Linked DNA regions of Mus musculus: all the other regions are linked to region 2. The links are chromatin contacts, called in public Hi-C and HiChIP or PLAC-seq maps. All regions are on one chromosome and are shown on one strand. The core of a region is the stretch at or near the end of the contact, and the rest is flanking DNA. Distances in the headings are between cores, read along the strand shown.

Region 1 (3,217 bases), core at 675-3,174, 430 kb after region 2:
TCACATGCATCTATGTTACCCACACCATCTGCCTATCATCTATCTGTCTGTCTATCTCTACATCAATATCTTTGAACATAATCATGCAGGTCTGTATCCATACGCTGTCTGCACACTTGCTTACTATCCACATATATGCCAGTCCTTATCAATGTGTTTATAATGGTTGAAAATCAAGGAGTCAACTGGGAGAAAGTCCAGTCTTGAAGATACAGTCTCATGTAATTCAAGTGGATAGTTGAATACCCAACTACTTGTATAGTTAAGGCTGATGATAGTCCTGGCTTGCATGGAACTAAGGGCAAGGCTCTGTAGTGAAGGGTTATAGCAGAGCCAAACCTAGCACTACTATTGAATTCTTATAGGATTAGCAGTACCAACAAGACTAGTGATATTCTGAGACTCACTTGTCTTCTGCCATTTGTACAGACAGCTTCCCATCATAACACTGAGAAGGCCAGGAGAAATCTGAGAAATGTGGGTTAAGAACATTTGAGTTAGACAGTATTTCCCAGAAAAACAGAAGCAATAGGATATAGTATGGGCATATGTGTGGGAGAATGGATGGACGGGTGGATGGATGGATGGGCAGGTGATGGGAAATCGATAACAAATAAGAGACATATTATAGATACTAGATAATTATGATAGAGAGATAATAAATGATAGATGAGAGATGTAATTGATAGATATATGATAGATAATAATAGGTAGGTAGATTGATTGATTGACAATAGATGTGATTGATATGTAGATAATAGGTATGTAGATTGATGATAGATATGACTGATACACAGATAATAGATAATAGGGAGATAATGGATAGATGATTTATTGATTGATTGATAGACAGATAATAGAAAGATAGGCAGATAGGTAGAAGAGAGAGATTATAGAGGCAAAGAGATGGAAAAAGGTATCTATGAGTCAGTCTGAAGCCTATGTTCTTCTTCCCAACCAAGAATCCTCACTGTTAATGCCAAGCCTTCTGACCATCCGATGGACTTCTCTGTGTGATAGAGGGTCCTCGGCTTTAGTCACAGATGCTGTAGTGTTGATGGTGGATGGTCACCACATCATAGCAGTGTCTACCCCACCACTCAAAGATGGTGATTGACAAGAGCCTGGCATACACACATTGAAACAGCTCATAAGTCACATGGGCTTTGAACCTAGGCAGACGTGGGATGCCTCTGCTAAGCAGGCTGGGCCAGGATTAGCCTTCCACTTCACTTCCCTCCTCTCTAGCATGGGAAGAATAAAAAACCCACAAAGAACAGCTGCTGAAGGAGTTACGTGTGCACTCAGAGACCACAGGATCTTGTTACCACCCCTTTGAGCACAGGAGGTGGCAAAGCAGAGAAAATTGGGTGAGCCTGAGAGTCAGGAGAAGGCTCTGAGAGCCAGAACAGAGTTCTGGGGGATGACCCTTTCTTCAAAGCAAGGAGCCCTGGGCTGGATGATGAGACTATCATAGAGCGGCCCCTCTGGGACCTGTCCTAGTTTGACACAATTCCACAGACTACAAGTACCTGATTACAATCAGGAATAGCCACCTCTGCCTGTTTGCTAAGGACAGCACCTCCCCTGGGTGTCTCCATCCTCACAAACAGCTCTGAGGTCACTATCTCCTTCCAGCACACTGCTGACTCTAAAGGGTGCCATTCAAACTCCTTCCTTTCTAGGAACCAGCTGATGACTTGAAGCAGGGTTTTTCCCAAGCCCACGAGCTGGTCCTGTTCTGCTGCCCACCCCCCGAGCACATGCCTTCAGCAGAATCCACAGAGCAGAGAAACAATAAAACCCGGTGCTTTTACTCCTGAGAGTAAATCACGAGACACAGAGCAGGTACAAATGTCCCTGTGACCTACAGCTCTGACGTGCGTAAGGCTGAGGTCACAGCTGACTGGTTGCCAGAGGTTCCTTGGTGACTGCAGAGATCCCGTGTCATTGCTTTGCTGTTATGTAACAGCCGTGACTTGAAGGGCTGCCTGTGCTCATGTGAGGACAGCCACCGTCTTCCAGCACCAGCGCTGGGTCACAAGACACAGACCTCCGTGTGTTGATTTCACATGAGGTCATCTGCCAATTTGACCCATGACAGAAATGAAATCCGGCTTTCCTGGGGGACCTCATTTATCACCCTACCTTTAGCTCTCTGGCTGTTTCATTTGATTACAGAGTAACTGAACCCCTAATAATATCATCAACCAACCACATAAAAAGGGGCAGCCATGAGTCTACGGGGCAGCTCAGGGCCTCATGGTTCCTTCCTCTTCTTGTTAGCTGAAAATAATTCTTGAAGGGGGAAGAAAAACATTTCAAAAAGAACTTTTCTTTTCCCAGAGATTTGAAGCAGGATGTTATTATGTGTCTTCTATTACATTAGGAAACTTTATTAAAACCATCTTTCTCTAGCCTTTTAAATCTGAGGCATGCAGCACACTTGGCAAGCGCACAAATACCTCCATAATGACGAACAGAAATATATATGTGTTTGTAACAGGCACACCATTGTTCTTATAAAATATGGCCCCCTTTCTATACTTTTTCCCTCCTGGCATTTTGGGAAAATAAGCCTTAGATCATTTTGAGATTTATCACCAAACACTTGGAATTCATGAAGCGAAATTGGGGCACAGGTTTCCCTTTCGGCTTCCAGTCTCCGTTGTTCGGTTCACATTGCTTAACTGAAGCCCACATTTGCCAGCCGGGTGCTCCAACAGGACTAGAAATTATTGAGTTTATCAAGTGTGATTTCAGACTGCGTAACATGCTTTGATGGGCTCTCATGGGTGCTACAGCAAGCCAGGCATGCTGTAGGCTCCGTGATCTCACAGAAAAGTTATCTTTTTTTTCCCTCAGCACTTGATCATTTACTGTGCTTTCAATGAGCTCCCAGCATGCCGAGCATCAGCCTCCTGTGAGTGTATCCGCCATCTGCTGCCCCAGCAATGCTAAGTAACAAACAGGAATGTTCAGTTAAACAAAGTGTCCACTGCATCCCCACTTCTGGGTTCCTGCTGATCTGAGTTCTTGCTAGTCAGTGCAGACTGACTAGATGGCTCCGCAGGTTTAGCTGTATTTCCTTGCAAATGAGGGTTTTCAGAGCCATTGCTTGCCTCCAGGGACCTCAGAGAAGAGGATTGAGGCTCAACTTTACTCCACCTGCCTTTCCATTGCTCAGATAAGTTTGTGTGACCAGACAGAGCATCAG
Region 2 (3,213 bases), core at 356-2,855:
GTCTGTTCCCTAGAAGTGACATACAGCCATCATTCAAATTAATGTCTGTGCAACTATGTTTGAAATGATCAGCTGGTTGGCCGAAAAGGAGCAGCTGGTTGGGGTTTCTTCTAGCTACCAATGGCAGACAGCCTCGGCAGACTTTAAGCAGTTTTAGCAGTTAGTAATTGTTTGTACTGATTACCACATTCAGGATTCGATTCACCTATAAGGGTGTGTGACCTGCCACATTTATGATTATGGGGAGAGGACTAAATCATTAGCTTTGATAGTTCTCAGAGCTGTTTATTGTGTCTCTGGAAGGCTAAATGAATGAATGTGTCAGTGTGATGCTGGTATTGGTTGCAACTTCCCAAACATAAAGTATGCCCATTTCTTGGATCACTAACTCAAATACACTAATGCTACCACTACAGATAAACAAACAAACAAACACAGAAGTCATTCCTTGCTTTGGATTGAGATAAATACTTCTTAGAGAATTCCCTTATGTTTATGTAGCTTTCTATATTTGAATGAGACAGAGCAAAGATCTGAACAATAATATTCATGTTTACAGCTAGCCTTCTTGGATCAGTGCCCAAGTGAGGTGGCTAATAGGATCAGCTCTGCGGCCTACTGTACCTCCATGCCCTCCCTGGGGAAGCTGCACCCTGGCACCACACTGGGATCTGGAATCCAAAGAATGTGTTTGCATTTATCCCACAACTCTCCTTTACTCAGGGGTCCACCCCTGGGATTCCATTCTGGTGACTTTCAAACGTGTAATTACTCATTAGTCCGTTCCCACAGTCATGGGGAGGACTTGTTTACTGTTCAGAGAGGGTGGGGAACGGAGTCTGGGAGTCTGCGTCAGTTGAATATCATGAATAAACACACATCTGCCGTGACCACAGCGTTCCTGAGCACTGGAGATTTAGGAATCAAAGTCTATGTCTTCGTTCTTCAGCTCTGGCACTCTCGGAAATTTGCCTGTAGACCGTCCAATAGCAGCCCCTGGTCCCGCCTGCGTCTAAGGCTCCTGTCAATAAATGATGAGCTGGGTTTGTGCAGCTTGCACTTCTATGTTTCTTGAGAGACCTGGTTCTGGTTAACACAGCCCTGTACTTTGGCCACACAGAGTTCTGGTGTCTCCTCAGGAGGTGAGAAAAGATGTGCCTCCCCGTGTCACAGCTCTCCAATACAACAGAAAGAGGCTCAAATCACATGCACAGAGCACTGGGCAGTGGGGAATCTCATCTGCAATCACCACAGGGCACAGTGAGTCCCCAAACCTCACACAAGCATACTTAGTTGCTGAGAATCACCCACCGGTGGTGTATTCACTTGGTCTGGCCTTGAAATATTTAGGCCATGAAGATAGTCTATGGATTGTGTAAATGACATTTTTTTTTGTTTTTGAGACACAAGTGCACGCAGAGTTGCCAAGCCAGTCAGTAGAGTATTATCTATAAAACAAACACGCCAGAACACCTTTCCTCAAGTCCCCCTTTTACCTCCAGGCCTCAAGCACCAAATTGGAGTTCACAGTGTTACAATAAGGTCTCCCTGCAAGTACAGATCCAATGCCAAGAGGATGGAGGGAGTTGTCTAGGGAACAGAGTAGGAGGACTGGGCTTAGTGACTAAGAGTTGTATTCTGGCTGAGATGCTAATGTTCCGGTGACCTCAGCCAAGTCCTGTAAATTGTTACTATCTGCAAAGTGGAGATAATCGACAGCCCTGCCCATCCTGCAGGAAGGCCGGCAGAGACTAATTAGAGAGCTCATTTGAGATTCAAAGTACTTTGTGGCCCACAAGGAAAGTGTTGGAAGAACAAAGGAAAAAGCTTGCGCTCTGCTCCTGCAGTCTGGGGACCACACCAAAGACTCTCCCAGGAATTCATCTGTTGGAGCACCAGTGTTTGTTAATTAACTGGTATTAGGAAGTCATTGTGGCTACCAGGGGTTAATGGAAAGACTGAACTTGCTGAGATGGGTCTATAGAGGTGTAAATCGAGGCTTCCTTTGCTGAAGGAGAGGAAGGGGTCCCTAAGCTAAGCATCAGGCTGCCTGGAGTTAGACATCCAGTCTTGCAACTATCTTCTAGAAATTCCAAGCAGGTTGCATGCAATATAGACATGTTTCATTTCAATGTAATAAAAACAAAAAGAAAACAGAGCTATTATTATTTTTACTATATCTAAAACAAAATTATTTTAAGAAATAAAGAGAACAAATTCATTGAGATGCCCTCAGTAATTCTTTTGTAATTTTGGAGAAGAGTTTTATCCATGTAGGAAATGGTATGGGAGCCTGTACACAGAGGTACACATGCATATATGTGTGTACGTACACACACACACACACACACACACACACACACACACCAGCCAAATCAGTTGTCTAGCAAGAAACCAGCATGATATTCAGGGACCCTTCCAGAAGAGTTTGGAGACCACCAAAGATGAAGTGAATGGTAACTTCAGAGTGAATGAAATTGATCCCCAGAGTTTCCAAAGCATGGCTCTGTGTTGCAGGAGGAGCCCGGGGAGCAGATGGGACATTATGAGAGCCAGTGAGATGCCTGTTTTTTCATTGACACTGCCTTTTGGCAGTACAGTCCATGGAAGCCATAGGACAGAGAGAAAGGGGTGTTACTGAAGATCCAAGGACCTTGCTCCCCGACCTGTGTGCTTCCTTTCTCTCCCGAGTGGGTACCCAGATGTGTGCATAAGCAGGTGCATGAAGTCTAGATGTCTCTAGACAACCCAAGCATTCTGGTTGGATACTGCTCTACAGAGGCAAAGCATGAAACACCGCAACGGGGTTCAGAACATGTCATCCTGAAACAGATTCTTTGAACATGAAGAAATCAAGAGACAGGGAAAGTGCCTTGGTCTCCAATGTTAATCCTGGAAGCACAGAAGAAAAAGAATAAGATAATGGAGGCTCAGGAAACTCAGAGCTAGAATGCTGTCGTTGGCCAACATGGGGGTTTTACTACACTTGGTCAGTCTTGGATTCTGGGGCCTGGATTGTTGATGGAGGCTGGCAGGAGAACCCTCCTTACGAGAACATCCTTAAGGGAGATAAAGCCATCCTTCCCTTCCCTAAGCTTCCCAGATCTTTGAAGGTCTCAGAGAGCATACTAGGTAGATTCCTAAGCAATGTCTAACAGACAAAAGTCATAGGAAACATGTTGCCCCCTGGCCTCTTCCAACATAAGGGGACCA
Region 3 (3,255 bases), core at 717-3,216, 310 kb after region 2:
CCGGGCAAGCTGGGATGAGCTAGGATGTTCCTCAGGCCATGGTCAACAAACTGTCACAGCTGGCCTGTTGGCCGGTGCTGCTGACATGCAGCAAGGCTAGAGGCAGGGCCCCAGGGTGGGTCATGTGGAAAAGGAAGTTGGGTTAAAGGGTATCCTGAGCTGGCACTGACCCTCTCACTGTCTCCACAGCCTGCAAGTCGAGAGGCTACTGGAACGGGTGTGTGCTGTAGCTTCTCAGAGGGGCTACGTAGGAATGGCAGGGGCATCGCTGTGGGTGGATCCATGGCAGGATCATAACAAGCAGATCTGTTCTCAGCAATTGGTCTGTGTGGGGTTGAAGGAAAGAGAGCATCCCAGAGAGCAGTGTGTAGTGATGGGGTGGAGAGACCCCTAGGTTTGGGACGTAAGGATTCTCCACTTCCATGCTCCCAGCTACCATCTGATTCTGTCCCCTGTCACAGAGCAATCTGCTTAGTGAATCAGTGAATGGCCTTCAGGGCTCCTTCTTGGTCATTTGAAAGCTTGTCACTTATCATCAAATCTGTGACTCCAACAGAAGACCTCTACCTCATGTGGATGGGTGATCATGGCAGAGGTATCGGATGAATCTAGTCCTTGAGGGTCCGTTTATGCGGGAGAGAGGTCAGAGTTTGTGTTTGCCACAAAGGGAGCTGTCTGCAGTCTTAACCTAGTCAACTTCATTTAATTCTTCATCAGTTAAGCTTTTGCGAGTGATATAAAGAAAAAAACCAGCTAGCCTGTAGGTTAAGGCAGCTGGAGGCTGAGGCAGGAGGATCATGAGTTCAAGGCCAGCGTGGGCTGATGGTTTAGTGATAGAGCACCTGTTTAGGGTCTGTGATGTCCTGGGAGAAACGAATGGAGAAAAGCTCGAGGCAGACTAGGAGCTGCTGCAGCCTGATTTCCAAGGACTTCATCTTGACTTCCAGACAGGCTAAGGGAACTCAGTCTGCTGCTAACAGAGACTATCTGCCCAAAGACACACCAGCCTGGGTTGATTCCTAGTGTCCCTTCCTTAGTCTCTGTATTGATGCCCCTAAGATTTAAAGCAACCTGTGCTTAGAGAAGTTCACTGGCCATGGAGTTCCACGTAGATGTTCTTCCTTAATTTACAGAGTGGTATTTTACAAATAAAAATGAGGAGTTCTTATTGTCTAAAAAATCAACAGAGAGGGGGGGCTAGGGAGATGGCTGGCTATGGACAGTCTCCAAAGTGTGAGTCCCCAGCACCCACATAAAAGTTGGGTGCAGTCATACTGCCAGTCACCCCAGTACTGGGGGAGTAGAGACATGCAGACAGACCCTCGGGGCATGCTGGCAAAGCAGCCCAGCTGAACTCTGAGCCCTAAGTTCAATAAAAGATTCAGTCTCAAAAAAATAATGTTTAGCAATTGATCACTACACACACACACACACACATACACAGAGAGAGAGAGACAGAGACAGAGACACAGAGAGACACACAGAGAGACACACAGAGACAGAGAGACAGAGACAGAGAGAGACACACACACAGAGAGAGAGAGAGAGAGAGAGAGAGAGACAGAGACAGAGACACAGAGAGACACACAGAGAGACACACAGAGACAGAGAGACAGAGACAGAGAGACACACACACACACACACACACACAGAGAGAGAGAGAGAGAGAGAGAGAAGAGACAGAAAAAGAGAGAAGAGACAGAGAGACAGATAGACAGACTTCTTCCCATTCTTCAATAACTTGTAGTACTGACCATGCTGCAATTAAACTATCACTTATCGTATCTACCTGTTCTTAAATAAAAAGGAAACACTGTTTTTCCCTCCCCAAGATAGCTGGTAAGGGCTCTTAACAAAAGGCTGGAGCTTCAGAGTGGAAGCAGCAGCGTGAGGCCCCTTTAGGGTGGGTGCTTTCCTTAAACAGTCAAGAAGCCAACCATCTGGCCCTGTATCCTGACTGAGTCACCAGATAAACATCCATGAGTGGAGGCTCTTGGAGGGGCCTGGCTGAAAGCTGCTCTCCCGAGGACTCCCTGCCTCAGGTGTGGCTATTGACTCAAGCTTGAGCAGGTTTTCAGTCACGCCTGGGCCCTTCCAGCTAACTTTCTCCGGAGCAATGGGATGGGAGCATAGGGCAGGGTGAAGCAGAAAGACAGGGTCAGCATCCTGAGCCTGGCAGCTTGGTGTCCGGTCCTAGGAGAATGCCAGGCAAGAAGTCAAAAAGTTCCTGTCAGCTGCCCTTGCCTTCCACTGGCCTGCCTGGGGTGTCCAGAGGCGAGTTCACTTCCAGACGAAGGCTGAGATTTAGATCTCAGAAGACAAACCCAGGCAGCAATTGACTGGAACAAGATGGGAGACACACACTTGACTCACACTGAAGGCATTATGTGAACTTTTGACTGCCAGGGAGGAACTGCATGTGCCCACCCTGTCTTCAAAGCCTAGGGGAGTGTACCCACTTTAATAACTCCCAGGAGGAAAGCAACACAAAGGGAAAAGTCTCTGGTGGGGAGGGCCCGAAGCCGGCCTTGCTGTGGGCCAGGAGGACAGAGGAGCTCAGAGCTGGATCAGCCACTTGACCGGACGTGGCCGTGCCAGGCAGCGCAGCCGGAAGCAGGAGGCGAGGACACTGAGCCAAGAGCTTAATGTCTTCAGAAAATGGCCCAGGCGGGAGGAAGGCGAACGTCTGCTCTGAGAGCAGTAAACAAAACCCTGGCCACTGGCCAGCGAGCTGCTGCAGGCATGAACCGAACAACCCTGAGCTGATCCTCGAAAGTTCAGGAGCATCCGTGCGGCTGCCGTCCGTCCGTGGGCCTGCAGAAGCCACGGCAATGAACCCGCACTTGCTTGGCATCAGGACCAGACTCTGCCCAGGCCTGGCTGAGAGGGCACGGCAGGGGACGGAGAGCCAGTGATAGATGGCTCGGGCAAAGTTGACCCAGGGACCAGTGGTGGAAGAGAGAGAGAAGCCATGGTTTTCACCCAGGAGTCACATATGGCAAGCCTGTAGCTGGGTGCTTGCCCGTGGGATGGGTCTGTCCCCTGCTGACAACATGAACAGAGACTTCTGAAGTTCTTTCCTTCTTGGGAGCAAAAGGGCTGAGTAAATTTGTTCTTGTACAAACAAGAGGAGCATGAAGATGGAGTAATGGCATCAGCCACTTAGTCTCTGCCTGGCAGTGAAGCTGCTCACCCATTCCAGTGCCATAGCTCTGGGACAGTATTGCAGTATCAAGCAATGGGGGTGGGTGTGGA

The links. A called contact is a pair of places that touch in the nucleus more often than the background predicts. HiChIP or PLAC-seq counts read pairs in DNA pulled down with a chosen protein or histone mark.
Region 1: a contact with region 2 is called in a Hi-C map of muscle stem cells, with 2.6 times the contacts expected there. The contact joins two enhancer-like sites. A contact is called at or near these places in 2 of 484 Hi-C or Micro-C datasets (cardiomyocytes and muscle stem cells) and 1 of 9 other capture datasets (embryonic stem cells).
Region 3: an HNF4G HiChIP or PLAC-seq map of pancreatic cancer cells shows a contact between it and region 2. The contact joins two enhancer-like sites. A contact is called at or near these places in 1 of 15 datasets of contacts at CTCF or cohesin (the NIH/3T3 cell line), 3 of 484 Hi-C or Micro-C datasets (bone marrow-derived macrophages, embryonic fibroblasts and nephron progenitors), 10 of 115 datasets of contacts at active chromatin or transcription factors (the NIH/3T3 cell line, astrocytes, embryonic basal ganglia and 6 more) and 1 of 9 other capture datasets (embryonic stem cells).

Annotation. Positions count from the first base shown.
Region 1 is chr8:11,096,732-11,099,948 of GRCm38.p6, forward strand. No RefSeq gene overlaps it. Among named protein-coding and RNA genes, the nearest start is that of Gm15418, 89 kb to the right of the region's middle. Within about 2 kb of position 1,925, at least 113 of the 459 cell types and tissues checked have an H3K27ac peak or open chromatin away from gene starts, as enhancers often do. A contact at or near this core is called in muscle stem cells, where this site is marked.
Region 2 is chr8:10,664,341-10,667,553 of GRCm38.p6, forward strand. No RefSeq gene overlaps it. Among named protein-coding and RNA genes, the nearest start is that of Gm32330, 7.4 kb to the right of the region's middle. Within about 2 kb of position 1,606, at least 121 of the 459 cell types and tissues checked have an H3K27ac peak or open chromatin away from gene starts, as enhancers often do. A contact at or near this core is called in the NIH/3T3 cell line, astrocytes, embryonic fibroblasts and 3 more, where this site is marked.
Region 3 is chr8:10,975,920-10,979,174 of GRCm38.p6, forward strand. No RefSeq gene overlaps it. Among named protein-coding and RNA genes, the nearest start is that of 9530052E02Rik, 30 kb to the right of the region's middle. Within about 2 kb of position 1,967, at least 163 of the 459 cell types and tissues checked have an H3K27ac peak or open chromatin away from gene starts, as enhancers often do. A contact at or near this core is called in the NIH/3T3 cell line, astrocytes, embryonic fibroblasts and 2 more, where this site is marked.